Linked DNA regions of Zea mays: region 2 is linked to region 1. A link is a contact called in public Hi-C data. All regions are on one chromosome and are shown on one strand. The core of a region is the stretch at or near the end of the contact, and the rest is flanking DNA. Distances in the headings are between cores, read along the strand shown.

Region 1 (5,426 bases), core at 1,217-3,716:
CAAGAACATATCCAGTGCTGCCACCATGTTTGATGCTCTTGTGCTCCCATTGTACAAATGTGAATACAAAAAGGCATGATAAATTTCAACAAAATATGTCTAAACAATCATCTATGTGACTATGTCCATGAAAATTTTGATCCTGAACCAAAAATGCAGGAGAAACAAAAAAATAGAATGTGAATTGGACAATTAGTGTGGGTGCAACTCTTCATGTGTGGTCTGCAACACACACCCAGTGCTACACAGACACTGGTGAGGGTGTCATTGTCCGGCTCAAGCGCAACTGCGCGAGTATCTGATTTTTCAGGGACATGCCAAATACCACTTGTAATTTCATATGTATCAGAAATCCAACACAGGTGTAGTGTGTCTGAACAATTAAGACATGTGTCAAGGTAACATTGCCCACACCAATCCACATGCTGATTTTTGGTTGCCATAGCAATTTGTGTCAGGGTAACAAACTCTAAGGGTGTGTTTGGTTTGACTTTTGGCTTTGGCTTTTGCCCCCTAAAAGCCAAAAGCCAACCAAAGGGCTGGATCCAGGAAGCAGCTTTTTCTAAAAGCCGACTTTCTCGTAGTGCAAATTTGAAAGCACCCCAGGACCTGCTTTTAGTGGCTTTTCAGATGGAACTATGAAAACATATATCGAAGAATTTTTAACGACTTTTAGTGGTTTCCACCAAACGATTTTTAGCTTTTTAACAGCTTACAGCCTACAGCAGCTTTTTCCACAGCTCACAGTCCACAGCAACTTTTTTCACAGCCACAGCCCAACCAAACAGACCCTAAGACTCCCAGCTCTACTAGCAACTTTCCAATGTCAGAGGTTATTCGGAAGATAAATTAGTTTCTATGATGATTAGTGATTACTCAAATAGCACCATGATTTGTTTATTCCACTGTAAGGCATTGGAGTTCAACTAGTAAAGGATTTGAAGTCACATGAGAGATGTTGAGAACTCTTACACAAAATTATCATGCAGCGTTCCAATCTCCGGGTTATCAGGGAATTTATTTATTAATCTTAGAGGAGAATGTGCAGATCTGCAAGACAGGAAGTGGTTAGTTTATATGGGCCACCACAAGAAGCAAAATGCAGCTTAACGTGTAAGTAACCTACCTGTACACATTCCACTTTCCAGTGTGCAGCTTCTCAGGCAGAACGACACTGTAGCCCTGTTCTGTTGAATAAAAAGACATGAAAAGTCAAGTGCTAATGAAATCTTAGGTTTGGATACAGATGGAAAATATGCATGTTGCCTCTGAGAAATGGTCGCTCACTGAAACATGAACAGTTGAAACTGGGAATGATATAAATGGGGCCGATGGGTATTGGGCGATGGGCAGGTAAGCAACAGATAGCAGCAAACCATTGATGTCCACATTAATTGTAAAAAAAAAACAGTGTACAGATTCGAACGTAAGCCTGCCCACTGCATCGATTAATATAGGGATACAGTTTCTCTATGCTTTCCATTGTTTATACTTTATAGCAGCATGTCATACTGTTGATACATGTGCATCGCAACGGCAAGAGGATCTCGTTTGCATGAAACAACCAGCGTCCTCTCTAGTCTCCATCACTAAACAAAGTGGGTGCACCGTAATCAGCCGACACAGGCACAGCAGAAGCGAATTCCAAAATCCAAACTGAAAGAGCAGCACCTCTTCTTCTTTTTTTCACTCGCACCACCGTTTCCTGCATCAAAACTGTGGGGGCTGCCGGCCTACCCATAGCATTAGATATTTCGATATATAGGGAGAAAAGTCAAAAAAGGGATGAGACACCCCAGTCCATTGCCATCTGAAGAGGAGTCCCCGATTCAGTGCAAAAAAGCGGCGGTTCGCAGTCTTATACTAGTATACGGTTAAAAAAAGGTAGAGCGGTCAAGCGATCGATCCGCTGCTGGTACGTGGCGGCGCCCCGTGTGCGGCTCCGGCAGCCGACGCGCGCCCCCGACACGGCTGCCTGCGACTAGCTCTAGAGCGCTTCGGATCGGCTCAATTCGTCTCGTCGTCCCACACAGGACGGCGGCGGGTGGGTATTGTAGCGATGGTAAAATAGTAAATAGTATAAGTATATGGCGGAGTAGCTCCCTCCGAGCCTGACATCCCACCCCGCGGCGCCGCATGCATCCCGAACTGGAGAGGAGGGGCGATAGGTGACAGGGAGGGAAGGGGGGGGGGGGGAGCGCGGCGTACGTACCGTGGGCGTACTCGGCTGCGGCGGCGGTGGGGTTGGCGGAGAGGCCGCATCCGCCGGCCGGAGGCTGGTGGTGGTGGACGTGGGCGGCGCCCAATGCGGACTGCTCCTGCTCCTCCCGCGCCATTGTTTCCTTGCGCTGCTCCTGCTAGGCTCGGGCTCCCTCCCTTTGGCGTTTCGTGGCGTGGGGGGGAGGAGGATGTGTGGGAAGGCGCGCGCGAGGCCGAGGAGGGAGGGACCCCCCGAGGTGGCGGATATGCGTTGTTGGCGTGGGAACCGAGAGGGTAGGGATAGCGATATGGTGCGTCGCCGTCGCGTCGGTCGGGGACGGACGGAGACGGACACGGCTCCTCGTGCTCGCTCGCTTTGCCGCTTGCGTGCGCCTACTACTAGCCGTATAGTATAGTAGGCAAAAAAAAAAAACGGTTTCTAGATGGAATCAAGTGTGCATCGGCGCTCCCGACGCCTTTTTGGCGCCCGCCGTCTATAGGGATAATACTAGTAATTACAAATATATAATAATAACGACATAAACAAAAAATTGCTGTCTCAAGCGTCAGTTTGCTTGCTTGCGTGCGCGCGTCTCTCGTCTCGTCCTGCGACGCTACGCTACGCGACGCGGCACGGAACGGCACGGCATGGCATGGCAGGACACGGCACGGGCGGACGCGCGGCCCCGCAGAGCGTCCGGCGGTGTGGGAAGAGACTGAGCGGCAACGACACGGCGCGCGGTGACCACGTCCTGCATTGCATGTGGAAACGCAACGTGGTAGGAACGCGCCGCGGTGTGAACGACGTCGCTACGCTATCATCATCGTTTCTGCGTGCCTCCTGCTGCTGCTAGATGTCCACATTGGAGTTTCTTCTACGTACGTTTGGGTCCGTTTGGCGACGGTAGCCAACCCATCAGACGAGCAGAATTGACGATGATCTCGATCCAAAACATTGTTCTACCGGGCTAACCAAACACGCTCTACTATAGTCTATAATACATAATAATCGGTGGGTGTGGACGGAGGCCTCAATGTGATGTCTTCTAACAGTATATTTTTTAATTAATTAATGCCCCACGGCTATACTAGAGACGGACCTGTGTAAACGTAAGGCTGAGGGAGATGAGAGAGTCCAGACCCCGCTCAATCTCTACTACTAACTATGTGCCTATCGTAGGCGTCCACAATTCTACGGTTCTGCCGTCGCGCGCCGAGCCTGCCATCTCCCTCCGCGCTCCATCCGCCGCCATCCGCGCTCGCCTCCCTCCGCGCTTCCTGGAGCCGCTTGCTCCTTCCTTCGACGGCACAGATCCCCTGTGCCTACCATCTCCCTCCGCCCTCCCGCCCCTCCAATTCTCTGTTTCTCACGCCAGGTAGGGTTTCTTACCTCCGTGTCGCCGCCTCCGTTCATTGTCCGCGACGCCACCTCCATTCCCCATCTGCACCATCGTCGGCCCAAAGTCATCAGCCTCCGCACCGTTCATGGAAGGGCGTACTGGAAGGTCTGCATCCGCTCTACTCTCTATCCCCGCTAATCTCGTGTCTGCGCGTCGCTCTCTTCCACCCTCCAATCTCGCGCCGTCTCCTCCCCGTGCTCCATCTCCTCGCCCTCGATCGTGTCTGGCGTTCTCTTCCCCGTCCTCCGTCTCCTCGTCCTCCTCCGTGTCACCGAGATCCGCGCGGTGGCGGCCTCCGAGTATGCCCTCCTCACCGTCTCCGACCCGGTGATTGAAGCTTAGTCTGCCACCACCTCGTTCGTCCTCTCCACGTCGCCAAGATCCACGCGGTGGCGGCCTCCGAGTACGCCCTCCTCACCGTCTCTGATTCGGCGATTAAAGCTGAGTCTGCCACCACCTCGCTCGTCCCCGAATCCGCAACCACTTACGTCTCCTACCTCGTCACCAGCGTCTGCCGCGTTGACCTCGACCAGCACCGCCATTCCATGTGCCACCGCTTTCACGACTTCATCACGCTCGCAACATTGTCCTGCTTCGGCTCCTCGCTGTCGCCGTGGCCTGCCAAAGCCCCGCACGATGACGTACTCCTTGGTGCCTAAGATGAGACCCAACTCAGATGCCGAGCTACTGGGCATCATCGACTCGGAGATCAAGTACGCCCGAGGACTCAGGACTGTGATGACCACGATAGGGTAATGGACAGATTCCCCTATCTATTGTGTGTGTATCTATTTTCACAATATTAGAGTAAAAAACCAATCCTTGTTTCTTGTGTAGATTCAGTCACGCTAGAGAGTGTATTTGGTCTGTTAGTTATTCTGTTGAATTGTTGTGAATTAGATCCTCCAGGTCGTGTTTTTATTTTTGGTTAATCCTATACGATCATTCTATGATTGATAGGGTAATCATGTACTCCTGTCTCCACTCTACTCAGTGCTTGTAGTTCTTCTGCACTGAGGCAGTCTTCGAACTGTGATACTTTTGACACACATAATCTGGTGTCCTTAAGTGCCCTTTTAATTTTGATGCCTTCCTTTATCCAGTGACTATAGTCTATAACATACCCATCCTATAATGTTTTATGCACTTACAGTTATACCTCATCTTAGCATCGTATGCATAGATGCTCACTTAGGCCTTACACATAATGTTGCTACTATCAAATTATCTCCTTGAAATTTGTTGGCTATGCTTTAGTAAGTGATAGTGATATTTGTTGAAAGGTGTTAATTCATTTTTCTGTTCATTTATTTTCTTGCAGGGAGACCTAGGTATATTTTTGGTGTTGTAATTTACTCCCAGGGTGCATGTATTTGAAGTTTTGGTTTATTCTAATTGATCCTAGCATGAATGACTAGCGCTTAGATTATATTAACACTTGGCAAACATTGTGTTTTTCATACAGAGTGATCTGGATCATGCTAGCAAAGTCTTATGACTATTGTCGGAGAGGAAATTCTCCGGCCGGGTGGCGGAATGCACCCGCCCTAAATCCTTAGATGAGGAGGGGCCTAAGTGTTTTGCCTGCTAGATGGAATCGGGAAGAACACAAGAACACACAAGGATTTAGAGTGGTTCAGGCCGCCGAAGCGTAATACCCTACTCCACTGTGTGTTGTATTGAGCTTGAGAGCTTGTATGAACTTGTGAGTCTGGGAGTCTAAGTGAGCTTGAGTGAGTGTGAGAGAACATGTCTTGTAACATTGCGTGCCCTCCCTTTTATAGCTCAAGGGGGCGCGTACAAGGATGTTGAGTCCCGACATGTGGC
Region 2 (5,230 bases), core at 938-3,437, 270 kb after region 1:
CTGCTAAATTATTAGTATATGTAACAACCAACCTTCTCAGGTGGAAGATCAATTCCCAGGTTCCCTCTTGATAAAATGATACCATCTGCCTCAGCCAGTATTTCATCAAATTGGTTCAAGCCCTGCAAAGAAATAAGGAGTGTATGTATATTTGAAGGGCAAACAAATGATAGCTGGCTAATGATGTAAGAGGATTTACATGAAAATACCTCGACATTCTCAATTTTGGCAAAAATCAGAGTCTGGCTTAGATCGCCCAATTTTGACAGGAATTCCCGTGCCTGTGTCGCAAGAAGCAAATATTAGCACTGTTGACAACATTCTTCGTAAGTGTTGTACCCCAAACAAACAGTAGATAGTGTATCAAATATAGCAATGACGCATTTTCGTTGTAGTGATAGAGGTACTGCTTAGAAGCACAGCAATCAGAGAGGACAAACAGAATAACTCAAAATACATCCACAATGCAAGTTGTTTACCTGGCGCACATCCTCTGCATGTCTTGTGTAGGACAGAGAAAGGAAGTCAATCTTATTGGGAGTACCCCATTTTCTAATGACCTGAAAGCAACTCATGCATGTAAGTCTTAGGGTGGCTAAAGGACAAGGCTGCAGCTTTACAACAAATCTAGTTCCGCCACCAAATTTTCAGGTTACCAAAGGTGAAATTCTGATAGGAAGGAGACGATTTCAAAGCAACAATTACACAAGGATATATAAATCACAATTTCGAGAGTAGTTCCTTACATCCTTATCCTCATCAGACAGGGTGGGCAAGTCAATGTGAATCTGGGAGCAATGCAGCGTGAACAGTGACCCAGCCAAGGTGGCTGTGTTCTTGATTATACACACCACATCATCTCCTTTCACTTCAGAAACCTACATCAGTACGATAGGAGAGTTCCTTTTTTAAGCAAATGCTGAGAACAAACGAAAACCTACTTTCTAAAGGTACAGCATGCTAGAAGGCCTTTTACCTCCAACCAAACTGAGGTGGTCTCACTGCCAGTGAACAAGTATTGTCCCACGAATATTGTTGCCCCTGGTGTCACCGCCTGCAAGGAACAATTCTTTTTTAAAAAGTTTGTCCACTATGTGATGTGGAAACAAGACTAGACTAATAGAATGGCATCGCAGCGGCATAGTGCATAAAACTAACCCAAAAAAAATCTAAACTTGGTAGTCAGGGCATGATCAACTAGCAGTTGCCGCTGATCTCGTACTCGGTAGAAGTAAATACAGCATCGGATATTAGATCTTAGTAGAACGGCATGGGCACGTGCTAACCTTGGCGAGTCCAGAGAAGTTGATGGGCAGCAAGCTGGAGGAGGCGTCTTGGCCCCGGTGAGGGGTGAGAACGACCGTGCCATTCTCCTCGAGGGAGATCGGGGTCTCGCTCTTGTTCACCACCTGCAGCTCCGGGCCCACGGTGTCGAGCATGACCTGGTACGCAGAGTGGGATGCTTGCAATTGTCAGCTCCGTGGCGCACATTCGTTCGTTCGTTCAGAGCCGAGGCGCCAGACAAGGCGAGAGCAAGGTGAACTTACAGCGCAGAGCTTCTTGGTGGACTTGATGGAGAGCTTGAGGTTCTCCAGCGTCTCCTGGTGGTACGCGGCGTCCCCCCACGAGAAATCGAACCGGGCGACTGCAGTCGGAGGAGGAAAAACCAAACCAACCAGCCAACAAATCAGTTCCAGTGCCAGACTGCAAGCTCCAGACGGCATTGAGAGAGAGAGAGAGAGAGAGAGAGAGAGAGAGACGGAGAGTGAACAGTTACCGGACATGCCGGCCTTGAGGCAGGCGGAGATCGTGTCGACGGAGCGCGACTTGGGGCCGAGAGTGCCGACGATCTTGGTCATCGCCGGGAAGTAGCTCTGATCCAGGCAGGGATCCGCCCGGCACCGAACCGAAAAAAGCAAAAGTTAGTCAGGTCTCAGTCGAGGTAGGGGTTCCGCGACCGATCCCGCACGAATCAGCGACGAAACGAATCTGAACATGACGACGGGCGGGCGGCACGGCGGAAGGCTTACGGGCTTGGAGGGCTCGAGGATGGAGGCCATCCGGATGGGCTCCTCGAGCAGGAGGTTCGTGGAATGCATCCTGACGGTGGCGGCGGCGGCGGCGGCGGCGGCTGTCCTCCCTTCCTTTCCCTCTTCTTCGGCTCCAAGGAAAAGGAGGCAGATGCGAATGGGGGTCCGTTGCTTGACCTCTCTCGGCTCGGCTCGGTTAATAATGGCAGCAAACGAATCTCTTGCTCCGTGCTTCCCCTGCCACCCCCCGCCTATGCTTTTTGGGTTTCCAATTCCAAACTTCCAATGGGCCCTGCTGCGGGAAATGGAGACACGCCGACGCCGATGGGTCCCGGGAACGGCGGCCGCCGCCGGTTTTCTGCTGCCTCCGGCCACATGTTGCTGGGTCCGATCTAGGCCCAGGCCCAGAGCCCAACTAGCTGCGGGACCGCAAAGCAGCCGGGGGACTGGAAGTCTGGAACTGAGCCGGTGTCCCGGATGGGACGGGATGCTTGAGACAGGACACGTCACACGTCCTGCCCATGAATGATACAAGTCGCTTGTTCATCTCCGGGTTCCAAAACATGTTTATGTACTTTTATTGGCTAACAACATCGTCCTAGATCGTCCATTTAGAGCATTTATATCAACAATAAAAATGTGAGAAAGATAAAAAAACTGCTCCCCGTTCTCTTTTTTGGCGTTGTAAGTACCAAGAGAGACGAGAAATAAAGGCGGATGAACCTTTACTAGCCAAAACCCAAAACCCAGCTCATCCATGCCACGTGTAACACAAACTCATGTGGCTGCATCAGCGTTTGGAAGTCCATTGAAAGGGAAGCGTATCCTCGGTTTTGAACGGTTTCCACGGACAGGAAAAACACACGTTCGAAAGCCGGGCACACAATCCCCGTCTCGTGAAACTCTCGCCTCGTCTCGTCCGCTCCCTGTCTCGTCTCGTTCTCCTTGGATCCAATAGTCGCCTTCACGCTTCACCCACCCCGTTGTAGCACCCCAGTCTCGCCTCGCTTCCTCCGGATTGAGCCGTCGCTTCGCCCACTGCGGATATAGCACCCCCGTCTTACCTTGTATCGTCCACTCCCGTCTCCGTGTATCGGCTCGTCCTCCTCCGGATCTGTAACACCCAACTGGTGAATAATAAGAAAAGAGTTAATCTTCTTATATGTATTGCTCTACTCATTAGAACACATGAAAAAAGTGAACAATTCTCTAATAAAACATAAATAATCCATGCATCATGTTGAAGTTTATTTGTTTGTGCATTCAACAACAACAATAACAACAACAATAATAATATATTGATGATGAGGTTGAGATTTAACCTAATATGCAATTTAGAAATTGGAAATAACATAGAAAGGAAAAAAAGGAAAATACTACTGTCAGCGTTTCGACCCCGGGGGTCCCTGGACCGACGAGTAAAATTGTCGCTGCGTGCCCCAGCCCAGATGGATTGGCGCGAGACGGGACACGAAGGGGGGAAAAACCTCGGCTCGTGTTATCGTGCGCCAGAGTGGGTGCGCTTGCAGTAGGGGTTACAAGCGTTCGCGAGGGAGAGAGGGAGTCTCGCGCGACCACCCTCCTGTATGAGGGCCCTGGCCCTTCCTTTTATAGATACAAGGAGAGGGTCCAGGTGTACAATGGGGGTGTAGAAATATGCTAACGTGTCCGGCAGAGAGGATCCAGAGCCCTAGGGCTGGGCACTTTTAAACCGTAAACCGAACACCGAACCGAACCGAGCCGAACCGAACCGAAATTTCGGTTTTTTCGGTTGATCGGTTCGGTGTCGGTTATTGTTTGTGTGCAGATCGGTTTTCAGTGGCAGTGTCGGTTTCCAGCTTGCAAGAACCGAACACCCGAACAACCGAAGGACTACTGCGATTGTGCGGTTGGCTGGTTGTTTTGCTCCAATTTGAAATTATTTGATGAATCAGCCCATGGCCCAACTTGGCCCATCAACCTTCCCACGCACGTCAAGTTAGTGGACAGCACGCATGGGCCACGGTGGTGAGCAGCCAAGCATAGCGCTGGTGGGAATTTAGGATGCTAGGACATTGGTGCACTGAAGTTTGGTGAATTTCAGTATAAACCGAACACCGAACCGGAACACCGAAAACCGAAGACGTCGGTTTTTTGTTTGGCTAAACACCAATCGGTTCTCTGTTTCTCAAAACCGAAGTTTTCTAACACCCGAAAAACCGAACCGAATATACCGAAAAAACCGATTGCCCACCCCTACAGAGCCCTATGTACATGCCAACGTGGCTGTCGGAGAGGTGCTAGAGTCCTGTGTACGCGATGTCGTGGCCGTCGGAGGAGCGTTTGAGCCCTATAGAAGCACAGCTGTCGGGGCTGTCGGGACCTTGCTGACGTCTCCTTGCTTCCGCAAGGGGCTGAGAGCCACCGTCGTCATGGACGCACGCGGGGAGCCATCATTACTTGTTACCGGGGCGAGCCTAGATGGGACGTCGGTCTTGTTCCCCCGTAGCCTGAGCTAGCTAGGGGTAGGGTAATGATGTACCCCCTGCGGCGTGGTCGGTCCGAGCCCAAGGTCGGGCGAGGCGGAGACTCCTCCTGAGGCCGAGGCCGGGGTCGGGCGAGGACGCGATTCCGCCCGAGGTCAAGATTGAGGCCGGGCCCTGGGGTCGGGCAAGGCGGAGACCACCTTCCAAGGTCGAGGTCGAGGCCGAGCCCCGGGGTCGGGCGAGGCGGAGTCCACCTTCCGAGGCCGAGGCGGGGGCCGAGACCTGGGGTCGGGCGAGGCGGAGACTTCTCCTGAGGCCGAGGCCCAAGGTCGGGTGAGGCGGAGCTTCCTGTGGCGCCTAAGGCTGGACTCAGCTGCTGTCAGCCTCACCCTGGCGGGTGGCACAGCGGTCAGAGAGGGGCGAGTGGCGCTGTTTTCCTGTCAGATCAGTCAGTGGGAGGGCGAAGTGACTGCGGTCACTTCGACCTTACCGACTGAGGCACGCGTGTCAGGATAAGGTGTCAGGCGATCCTTGCATTGAATGCGCCTGCGATACGGTCGGTTGGTGAGGTGATTTGGCCAAGGTTGCTTCACAATGAAGCCTGTCCGAGCTGGGCTTCGGGCGATTCGAGGGTGCGCCCGTTGCTGAGGAGGCCCTCGGGCGAGGCGTGAATTCGCCTGGGAATACTGTTCTCGCCCGAGGCCGGGCTCGGGCGAGGCGAGATTGCGTCCCTTG

Evidence for each region. A called contact is a pair of places that touch in the nucleus more often than the background predicts.
Region 2: a Hi-C map of ear shows a contact between it and region 1, with 2.8 times the contacts expected there. The contact joins the promoter of LOC100191614 here to the promoter of LOC100281546 in region 1. A contact is called at or near these places in 5 of 25 Hi-C or Micro-C datasets (bundle sheath, ear, endosperm and 2 more).

What each region holds. Positions count from the first base shown.
Region 1 is chr4:193,001,313-193,006,738 of Zm-B73-REFERENCE-NAM-5.0, forward strand. It overlaps LOC100281546 (AMP-binding protein), which reads right to left and starts at 2,467. Exons shown (of 23, transcript NM_001154465.3): 1 at 2,213-2,467; 2 at 1,127-1,187; 3 at 973-1,050. The coding sequence starts at 2,336.
Region 2 is chr4:193,273,978-193,279,207 of Zm-B73-REFERENCE-NAM-5.0, forward strand. LOC100191614 (pyruvate kinase) reads right to left here and starts at 2,188. Exons shown (of 16, transcript NM_001137043.1): 1 at 2,031-2,188; 2 at 1,778-1,874; 3 at 1,548-1,645; 4 at 1,287-1,442; 5 at 977-1,054; 6 at 747-878; 7 at 480-560; 8 at 210-281; 9 at 33-122. The coding sequence starts at 2,099.